Regions from separate parts of the Mus musculus genome. Here region 1 is linked to region 2. Evidence: chromatin contacts called from public promoter capture Hi-C data. All regions are on one chromosome and are shown on one strand. Each heading gives the region's core, a stretch centred on a gene start, on an enhancer-like site or on the middle of the called end of the contact. The rest is flanking DNA. Distances are from core to core; before and after follow the strand shown.

Region 1 (4,612 bases), core at 262-2,761, 34 kb before region 2:
TTCAGGCCATCTTCTCCTGCTAGTTCTCCAACTGTCAGAGCTCCCAGGCTCCGGGTAACCATGGCAATCACCAGTATTCACAACAGCAGTGACAGGAGCCTCAGCAGGCCCCGTCTGACCTGCTCTGCTGCAGATGGGGTGCCATCTTCCTGAAGCTTCTGTGGAGTGCTGTGGGCGGGCACAAATCCAGCATGTACCCCTTATACACCTGCTGCCTGTGTTGAGTGGCTGCTAGGAGAATCTACCTCCCAGACCAAGAACCAGTGCGGGAGGAGGCTTTGGGTCTCCTACTGTTGGAGTATGGCTTGGGCCATATGAGAGCTAGGATGGGATTCAAGAACATAGTGGCCATCTAGGTGGGAGCTAAGAATGAAGGCTTTTGCTCTGAACACCTACCACTTCCAGTCTTAGCCATGCTTCCAGAAGGGTCAGCCACCATGGAAGGCTAGCTCAACTGAATGGAGGGTGGGGGTGGGGGCAGGGGGATGTTATCGTGCCAAAAAAAAAAAAATTTAGAGGGGCACTCACTAGCTATCTCATGTGCCCCTTACCCAATGTTAAAAAGCCAAAGCAGAGCATCCTGACAAGCTGTGGGTGCTTGTTGCACAGCCACCACAAAGTCTGCTGTAGCTCTACCACCAGGACCATGCAGCCTGCTAAAAGCTACTGCAACCCCCTAACTCCACGCCCCTCCCCCCTTTCACTTTCTTCAGCCTGTTCTCCAAGCTCTTTCCGGTTCTCTCACACTGGCAGAACCTCTACCAGTCTGGCCTCGCTTTAATTCTCTGTCTCTCCCCCCACCCCACCCCCCTTCCTATTAACCACTCCAGAGTTATACAGACCTCAGCAGGCATCCCATACCCAAAGCCCACAAAATGGGGGTGTGGGTCAGGGAGGCACTCTAAGAACCCTGCCAAAAACTCAGGATTTTCGGGTCCAGTTTCTTCTGAGAAATCTTTAAATGGAAAGAGCAAAGGTGGAGAAAATAAGTTTCTTAAGAACATCCCCTCCCCCGGTGCCAAAACCCTGGCTTCTAGCCAGTCGGCTTGGCTTCGCAGCTGGGAGAGCCCAGTGCTGTTGACGTAGAACGTCACAGTGCTCCCTCTAGCGGTGAACTTCTCGCGCAGAGTTTGCCGTAGCTCTACCGCCAGGACCATTCAGCCTGCTAAAAGCTACAGCAACTCCCTAGCTCGAGAGAGACAACCATTTGCCACAAAACTTACTTGTCCCCCGACCTAGGAGAGGGCTCCACTCTATTCTACCCTGGTCAGGCAAGTCAGGAATGAGGGAAACTGCCCAGCCAGCCTCAAACTGAGCTGCCCACCAAACGAAAACATCCGTGCTACCTCACCAAGCCAACTATCTAGTCTGCTGGCTTGTTTTGTTTGTTTGGTTGGTTGGTTGGTTGGTTGTTTGCTTGCTTGCTTGCTTGAACCAACATTAACTCTCTAGGATGCTCTCCTGGAAAAGGCCCCACCCATATCCCAGATTTCTGGCACCTGTACATCACTGCTGTGTGCCCCACCTCTGCACTAGAGAGGCCCTTTTGTCTCTAACCTCATTCATCCACAGAGTGGGTGTCTGCTGAAGTCACATACAAATTCTTTTAGCATACTTGCTGTGACTGAAGATGTTTCTAAGCCCACATTCTCTTGCTGGGCCTCCAGAATGCCCACTGAGCAGCATCCTGTCTCGCTACCCCTTATGCAACGTTTTCCACTCTGCTGGCCACACCTCAGCTCTTGAAAGATAACCATTCTCACCTACCTCCCACCCCCGCCTGACTCATATCTGGGTCAAGGTTCCAAAAGATTTAAATGTAAGGCGGAAGGGAGGAGAGAGGGAAGGAGGAAGGGGTGATCAATTATCCACATCTAATCAAAGCTGGCATTTGACACAGAGCCCCACTCACTCCCTGCTCAGTCATGCTGTCATCAGAGAGCCAGGCTGCTTTCACATTAATTCAATAAATTAATTAATTTGAACAGCTTTATTGAAATATAATTCACATACCATTAGAATCCACCCACTGAAAATATAATTCTGTACTTTTTAGTATATGCAAAAAGTTGAACATCTATCACTACCATCCATTTTAGAACATTTTCATTACCCCAAATAGAAATGCCACATCCATTAGCAGTCACTCCAAATTCCCTCCAAACTCCACAGCCCAAGGCTAGGAGTAATCTACTTTCTGTCTACTTCCGACTCTGCAGCATAGCCCAGCATCCTACATCACTGGCTTTGTTCCCGGTATGTTTCAGGGTCCATCGATGTTGTAATATGTATCAACACTTCATTTTTTTATTGCTAAATGATACTCTATTGTGTGAATTCAACATTATATACATACTATTCATGCATTCATCAGTTGATATATAATTGGGTTATTTCTACTTGGAGCTATTATGAGCCAAATGAATATATATAATGATGAATAATCAAATGAGTATTTTTATGATATTAAGAACACATGCTTTCCTTTCTCCCTCCAAGAATAAGATGCAGTCTACCATGAAAAATGATAAGAATATGGTAAAATATAAGAGTATTACAGGACATTTGTATTTAATTTTGGACTTCTCTGTATAAGGCAGGATGTTAAGTATTTTCACATAACATCTAATCCTAACAGAAAACTTTGTGCTAAGTTTTTTCATGACAATTGAGTCCATGTTTATCTTTAAACAGCTGAGAGAAAAGCAGAATGAGCATAAGAAATTTTAAGTGACAAACTTGCCCATTGTTACCCCCCTGTGGAGCCGCAGTCATGTCTAGAATTAGGCCAGCAAGGCTGTTTTGTGTTTTCCCTCAATCTTAGCACTTCCTCCCAAATGACACTAGCACCTGCTTGTTTCAATTTATGGGCTCAAAATTCATGACACTGTTTTTGGCATGATGAAGGAGATACATTGCTCTCATGAATCTCATGGGCCAGTCAGAGAGTTGGGCCATGGGGAGATGGACAAGCAGGTCCTTCCACAATGTGGAGCACTGTGAGTAAAACACAAGGAATCTATGCCTGGTCTATCATAGTGGGCAGAGAGGGAACTCCAAGGGAGTGGCCAGGACAGACATAAAAAGGACATATTGCCAGGGGAAGGATGATGCTCACTGTAGAGAAGGCCACAAGCAAACAAATGCAGTTCAAACAGATGGAAGCCATTAGAATTCTCCCATTGAGAATATAGTTCAGGGATAAGGCTATTTGCCTAGCAGGCATGAGACCCTGGAATTCTTTTCCAGCATAGTAAGAGGGGTGAGAGAGAGGTGGGAAAGTGTAGCCAAGAACAAGGAAGAGCCACTGAGGAAGGAGAGTAAGGGAACGGAAGCACAGGACAGGGTCCCAAAGATGCTCAAGAGCCTTGCAGAGCTCTACACAGAATTCAGATAGCATTATAAGTGTAACAGGAGTCCAACGATGACTTTTGGCAAGCTGAGTATTCTGGTCCAACTTCAGTTACAAGATGACTTCCATATAGAGAATGAACCAGAGAGTAGATTCTGGAAGCAGAATCAACAGGATTGCCAGGTGTGTTGGCATACATCTGTAATCTCAGCACCTGGGAAGTGTGTGTGTGTGTGTGTGTGTGTGTGTGTGTGTGTGTGTGATCATGCATGGAAAGGGGTCGGGCGTCCTTCAGCTACTATAGGAAATTTGAGGCCACACTGGGATACATGAGACTCTGTCTCAATAAAATAAAATAAACAAAAGAAAAATAGTAGCAAAAGACCTGGATGGACCAAAGGGAATAGGGCAGAAGGTCCACAGGAGGCTTCTAGATTCTGGCCTATGGGAGTGTGCTACCCTTGGGGTCAATGATTTGAGGGGACATTCAGGGCTCTGTTAACAGAGACGGTGTTTTAAGATCTGGTGCAGCAACCACATGGAGACTCCAAGCTGGTGGCTGCAAGCAGGAGACAGGAGCACTGAGAGGAAGCCTTCCTGGAGAGGGAGCTCAAGTGGGGACTGGGGAGGAGGTGGAAATGAGGCAAGCCTTGCTTAGGCACGGGCATAGATGAGAGCTCCCAGGCGAACTCACTGAAGCTTCCGAAGCCCTTTCTGTGTCTCTCGGGTACTAAAGCAATGAGCCACTTCCATCCGGTTAGTGGAGGTGGGGATGCGGGCGGGAAGGGGGCTCACAGATGAGTCTGGCTGCTTGATGTCATGTAAATCTCACAGTAAGTTTTCTTCATCCAGTCATGAGCATCTTTCAATAAAGGACACATAAACATTCCCATTCCCTGACCGACCAGATGACAGTGAAACAGGGACTTGGCAGCTGGCCTGACACCAGACAGCATGTAGACTAGCCCCCAACATGGGGAGGGAAAAAAATGTCCTATCATAGTTAGATGGCATTTCAACAGGTTACCACAGCAACAGAGAAGTTATCACAACACCACCATGGCTAACCAGCCGCGCAGATCAGGATGACACGTTTGAGACAATGAGAAAACAAGAGACTAAAATTCCACATGTCGATACTCTATCATGAAAGAGAAAGCCGGCCCAGCCAGTCCTGACCACACACTCACCAGCACACCCACCACCACCATCACTGTTGTTATTGATCTTGTAACAGAAGAGAAGGGCTGTATTTTTTTT
Region 2 (4,353 bases), core at 1,178-3,677:
AGTAAGCCTCACTGCAAATAGTAGCTAGACATAATTCCACAAAAGATGTGGCTTCTTAAAATCCTATTTGTATACAGGCTCAGATGAAAAGAGGGTAAGGTAAGAAAAATGTGGACATACCCTCTTAAAATCCTATTTGTATACAGGCTCAGATGAAAAGAGGGTAGGGTAAGAAAAATGTAGACATACCCTCTGGGATTCTAATCCATTCAGCTCATCTCTTCCCCCCTGACATTTTGACCCTATTGCTATAAAAAAAAAAAAAAAAAAAAAAAAAAAAAAAAAAAAAAAAAAAAAGCCTTCCTCTGGGATGGGATTCCAGTCTGCTTCTCTTCTCCAACAATGCTTAGCAAGTCAACTGAGAGAATTTTTCTATCCTCACGTAAAGGAAGCCAAGAAAGGATTCCTGGAGTTCACTGCCCCTTCATTCACTTGAGGATCATTCAAAACAATTGGTCAGAAGCTATACATAGCCAAATTGCCAGGTTTTAACCTATTCAAACCTTGGCCATGTCCTATATTGCCTACAACGATCGTACAGGAAGCTGTTCAGAATGTAGCTAGCTGGTGGACTCCTTGTTCACCGCTGGTGAGCACACACAGATCCTCACAGAGGATGGCTTCCCATGGAGCTGGCGTGCCTGTAGCTTCGTTTTGCTTCTCTTTGCATCGAATTGCCTGAGATATTGCTTAGGTGTCTATTTTAAACCCCAATCCATCCCTGCCTCGCTTCCCTGCTCTCTATTCTCTTCTGGTACCTCGTTCACCATCTTGCCAACTTAGTATTCAAACCACACCTATATTTCACCTTCAGGTGTAGTTTGAGGACCTCTGGGGGCTGTTTTCCCCCAAACTGCCACCCTATCTCCCTCTGAGGAGCCTCTGTCACTGCCTTAATGTCACTGCCCTGGCTGTCCTGTCTTGGGGGTAGATTCCTTTGGGATGCAAACACTGTGCGTCCCTAACCCACCTTTCAAGCTTTTGAACACTAAAACTTCATCTGATTCTCCCCCCCCCCCAAATGCAGTTACTCTAACACCAACGGCCCATCTCCCCGCTGTCTTCTTCCCTCTTCACTGACAGTTCTCCTGCTACCCTCAGCAGATTATTATTATTTATTATTTATCAGCCATGACACTGTACTGTGCTTCCTACAAGATATTAAAGGATACACAACCCCTGCACTGAGTTTACAGCCAAAACAGCAGAGCTGTGGGTCTGACAATCACAGGAGGCCCCTGAGAGAAAAAAGTTCTCCCTCCTCCCTGGCAAAGACATGAGTGGAGCCTAGTAAAGCCTTCCCAGGACAGCCAGCCCAGATCAGCCTTAAAAAACAGCTATGTCCCTCCCCTATTACCCACCCACCCCCGCCCCCAGTTTGAAATAGGCCTCAGTATTTGTGTGGATGGGGTGGGGGAGGTATGGGTGAAGAGAAATGAAGAAGGAACCCACCGACTATAAACTTCAGACTTTAACCTTCAGACTTGCCTGAAAGATGGAGGGGAACTGAGCCACAGGCTTTCCCTCTGAATCTCAAAACAGGTGAGGGGTTCTGTGGGTCTGGGAATAAGAAAACTGACCTGCAGAGTTAGCAACCCAAGGAAGACAGGCACAGAAAAGAAGTGTGCTGGAGAGATGAAAAAGCTCACACCCACACCGGTAGCCACAGGTCTCCAGCCAAAGTTTCCTCTTAGTGTTCCAGTTAGGGTCTGCGTAGACAGCATGAAGAGAGGAAGACTCGGTCAGTGTGGATCTTGGGAGGGTTGGCTGCAGCTGGAGTGTCAAAGCAGGCCTGTGTGATCTGAGCAACCCAGGGAGGTCTGTGAAAACAGGAAAGTTCGCATATGCTCAGAAGTCAGGGCAGATGCAAGAAGACAGGACTGGCATGGCTCGCGGTGGTCTTTCAGAGATATGGACGTTCCCTACTCCTTCTCCAGGCTGGAGTGTCATAGGGAGGGCGGAAGCTGAAAGACGATTGGACTTTTCTTTCTCAAACTTTTCCACCAGTTTCCTCAGGTGTTGAGAGCAGCAGGGAAGCTCCCTTCAGTCCGTTTCCTTGAAGCCCGGGCTCTCTCGGAACCCGGAGGCCATGGCCCAGCAGCCCGGCCATGCGTCGTGAGTCTACCGGCGCGGCCACGGAGCCGGGCGAGCCGGGTATCTTTGCAGGGGGCGGGGGTGGCGGACCAACCACGGACACACCCGCTGGCATTGAGCCTGGGGCCCGGCGCGCGGCTGCAGGGGATCCCTGGGGCCCCGGGAGCCAAGCGCTGAGCCGGGCCGGGGGCGCCCCGCCTCCCCCACCCTCCGCCCCCGCCTACTCGGGCGTCTGTGATTGGCTCCGCCCGTCCCTGGCTGCGCGCCGAAGCCCGCCTCCCTCGCAGCTAAAGCAGACGGTACCCGGAGAGGAGCGAGCCAGAAGGGAGCATGGTCCCCGCGCCGCGGCCGCGCCAATCCCCGCGCCGCCGCCGCCGTCGCCGCTGTCCCTGCCACCGCCGATCTAGCAGCAGCTCTAACCCCGGCTCCGGCTACCCAGCGCACGTCCGCAGCCCAGGTCATTGGCGAGCCTAAGCTCAGCCCCCTCCCGGAGCCCGAGCCCGGAGCCCGGCGCCCGGAGCCAGCCCCAGCCCCGCGGCCGCCGCGGCTGCGGGGAGAGGGCGGGGGCGATGCTGCCGGAGCCGCCGCCGCTGCCGCCGCCTCGATGAGAGCCGCGCCGCACCGCGCATAGCCGCGCAGGCTGACAGGCAGAAAGACTGACTTCCCTCTCCCGGGCATCCTCCCTGGGCTGCCGGGAGGCGGCGGCGGAGGAGGAGGAGGAGGGAAAAGGGGAGAAGGCGGAGAGCAGGAACGAGAGGAGGTGGACCTGGATCCGTTTCTCCGGGCCAGGACTCGAGCGGCCCCAGCTACCGCTACCCGCCGGCGCCGTCCCCTATCCATCAACCCTCCTGCACCCATCCGCGACCCTGGGCTCTCTGCGCGTCGGGCCGGGGCTGGAGCGGCGCGGCCGCAGGTAAGAGCCGGATCAGGTTGGGGCTCTTGGGATGCCTAACGGGGCAGAGGGGAGGGAGTAAGGGTTCCCAGGGTCCTGGTAGCTTCTGGGCCAGGCAGGACTTGGGAGTGTGGCCCAGAGCCTGGAACGCTGGGCTCGGCTCTGGCAGTGGCGGCGGCTGGAGCTGGAGCCTCCCGCGTCTGAGCTCGCAAGCCTGCAGAAGCCCTTGCGCCTGCGCTGCTCCGGGGATGGAAAAAAGGGGGAAAAAAACTTCCTGCCCCCGGGTGTGTTATGCAGGGAATGCCTAGGGGAACTATCGCAGTGGTCGAAGGTGCTAGAAGCAAATACGACACCAGAGTCGGGTAGCGCTGGGCCGGGCCAAGCCGTGTGCGCCCCTCTCCTGGCCACCTCCCCCTGCGCGGCCCAGGGCCCCAGCAGTGCCGGGGGACCCAGAAAGCACTGGAAAGCTGGTCCCCAGGGCGGCCGTGTGCCCTGCGGGTTGGGGAGATGCGCGCCTGTGTGCCAAGGGAAGCTAGATGACGGGTTCTGCCACTCGCGTTCTTAGACCCAGCATTTGGGGACCGGGTTTCTTCACTGGATCCCAAGTAACTTTCGAGGTGGAAGAGCTTGAATATCATCTGAATGGAACCCACACAGACCGTGTTGTGACCTCCCCTACATTCCCTTGACACCTTGTGGTTTCCAGCGGGGGTTGGAGGTGGGAGGACAGCTTCAGGGATGCGAAGGGCGGGGAGGTGGTGGCGAGTGGAGAGGGGTTGTTTATGTGTGGGATAGTAGACCGGAGACACGTAGGTGGGAGTGTGGCCGCGCGCCCAGACTGCCACGGGCCATGCGGGCTGACCGCGGGCTCACGTCCGGGTCTTCGTGGCCTGGAGGCAGGAGGGTTATCTGTGGTCGCGCGCTGGTGCCCTCGCTGGGCAGTGTCGGCCCCAGGCCCTAGGGGAGAGAGGCGTGCTCGCTCCAGCCCAGATCTCGGAACCCGCAGCCCAGTTTCGTTCCGAGGCTGCTCCCGGGGCAGGTTCGGTGTGCGTCGCCTGGGGAAGGTGGAGACGCACTGCCTGCCTGCGGCTGTTCTCCCAGGAGCCGGCGACTGCAAAGCGCGAGTCTTGGATGCCTGGGTCCGCCTGCTGAGAAGCCCGTTCTCTCTCATCGCTGGCCTCTGGAACCGAAAGGCAGCAGCGGTCAGTTGACCGATCTCCCGCGGGTCCCCAGGGATGATGGTGGGTGAGAAGCATCCGGTCCTGGTACATGCGCGGCTCTGCGAAGCACATCGTTTCTCCCTATGGTGTTTGCGAGGCGGCGCGCCTGGGGCAAATCGTGAACGCAGATGTTTATGTAGCATTAGG

What was found. Promoter capture Hi-C pulls out the DNA fragments that hold promoters and counts their contacts.
Region 1: a contact with region 2 is called in a promoter capture Hi-C map of hippocampal neurons, with 2.5 times the contacts expected there. The contact joins the enhancer-like site here to the promoter of Klhl29 in region 2. A contact is called at or near these places in 1 of 39 promoter capture datasets (hippocampal neurons), 5 of 484 Hi-C or Micro-C datasets (the HL-1 cell line, the N1E-115 cell line, cerebellar granule neurons and 2 more), 2 of 115 datasets of contacts at active chromatin or transcription factors (both in embryonic stem cells) and 3 of 9 other capture datasets (adipose tissue, liver and pancreatic islet).

Annotation. Positions count from the first base shown.
Region 1 is chr12:5,407,065-5,411,676 of GRCm38.p6, reverse strand. The region is part of intron 1 of 2810032G03Rik (RIKEN cDNA 2810032G03 gene); the gene reads right to left. Among named protein-coding and RNA genes, the nearest start is that of Gm32214, 28 kb to the left of the region's middle. Within about 2 kb of position 1,511, at least 25 of the 459 cell types and tissues checked have an H3K27ac peak or open chromatin away from gene starts, as enhancers often do. A contact at or near this core is called in hippocampal neurons, where this site is marked.
Region 2 is chr12:5,373,756-5,378,108 of GRCm38.p6, reverse strand. Klhl29 (kelch-like 29) reads left to right here and starts at 2,427. Exons shown (of 14, transcript NM_001164493.1): 1 at 2,427-3,007. It overlaps 2810032G03Rik (RIKEN cDNA 2810032G03 gene), which reads right to left and starts at 2,389. Exons shown (of 2, transcript NR_015579.2): 1 at 1,581-2,389.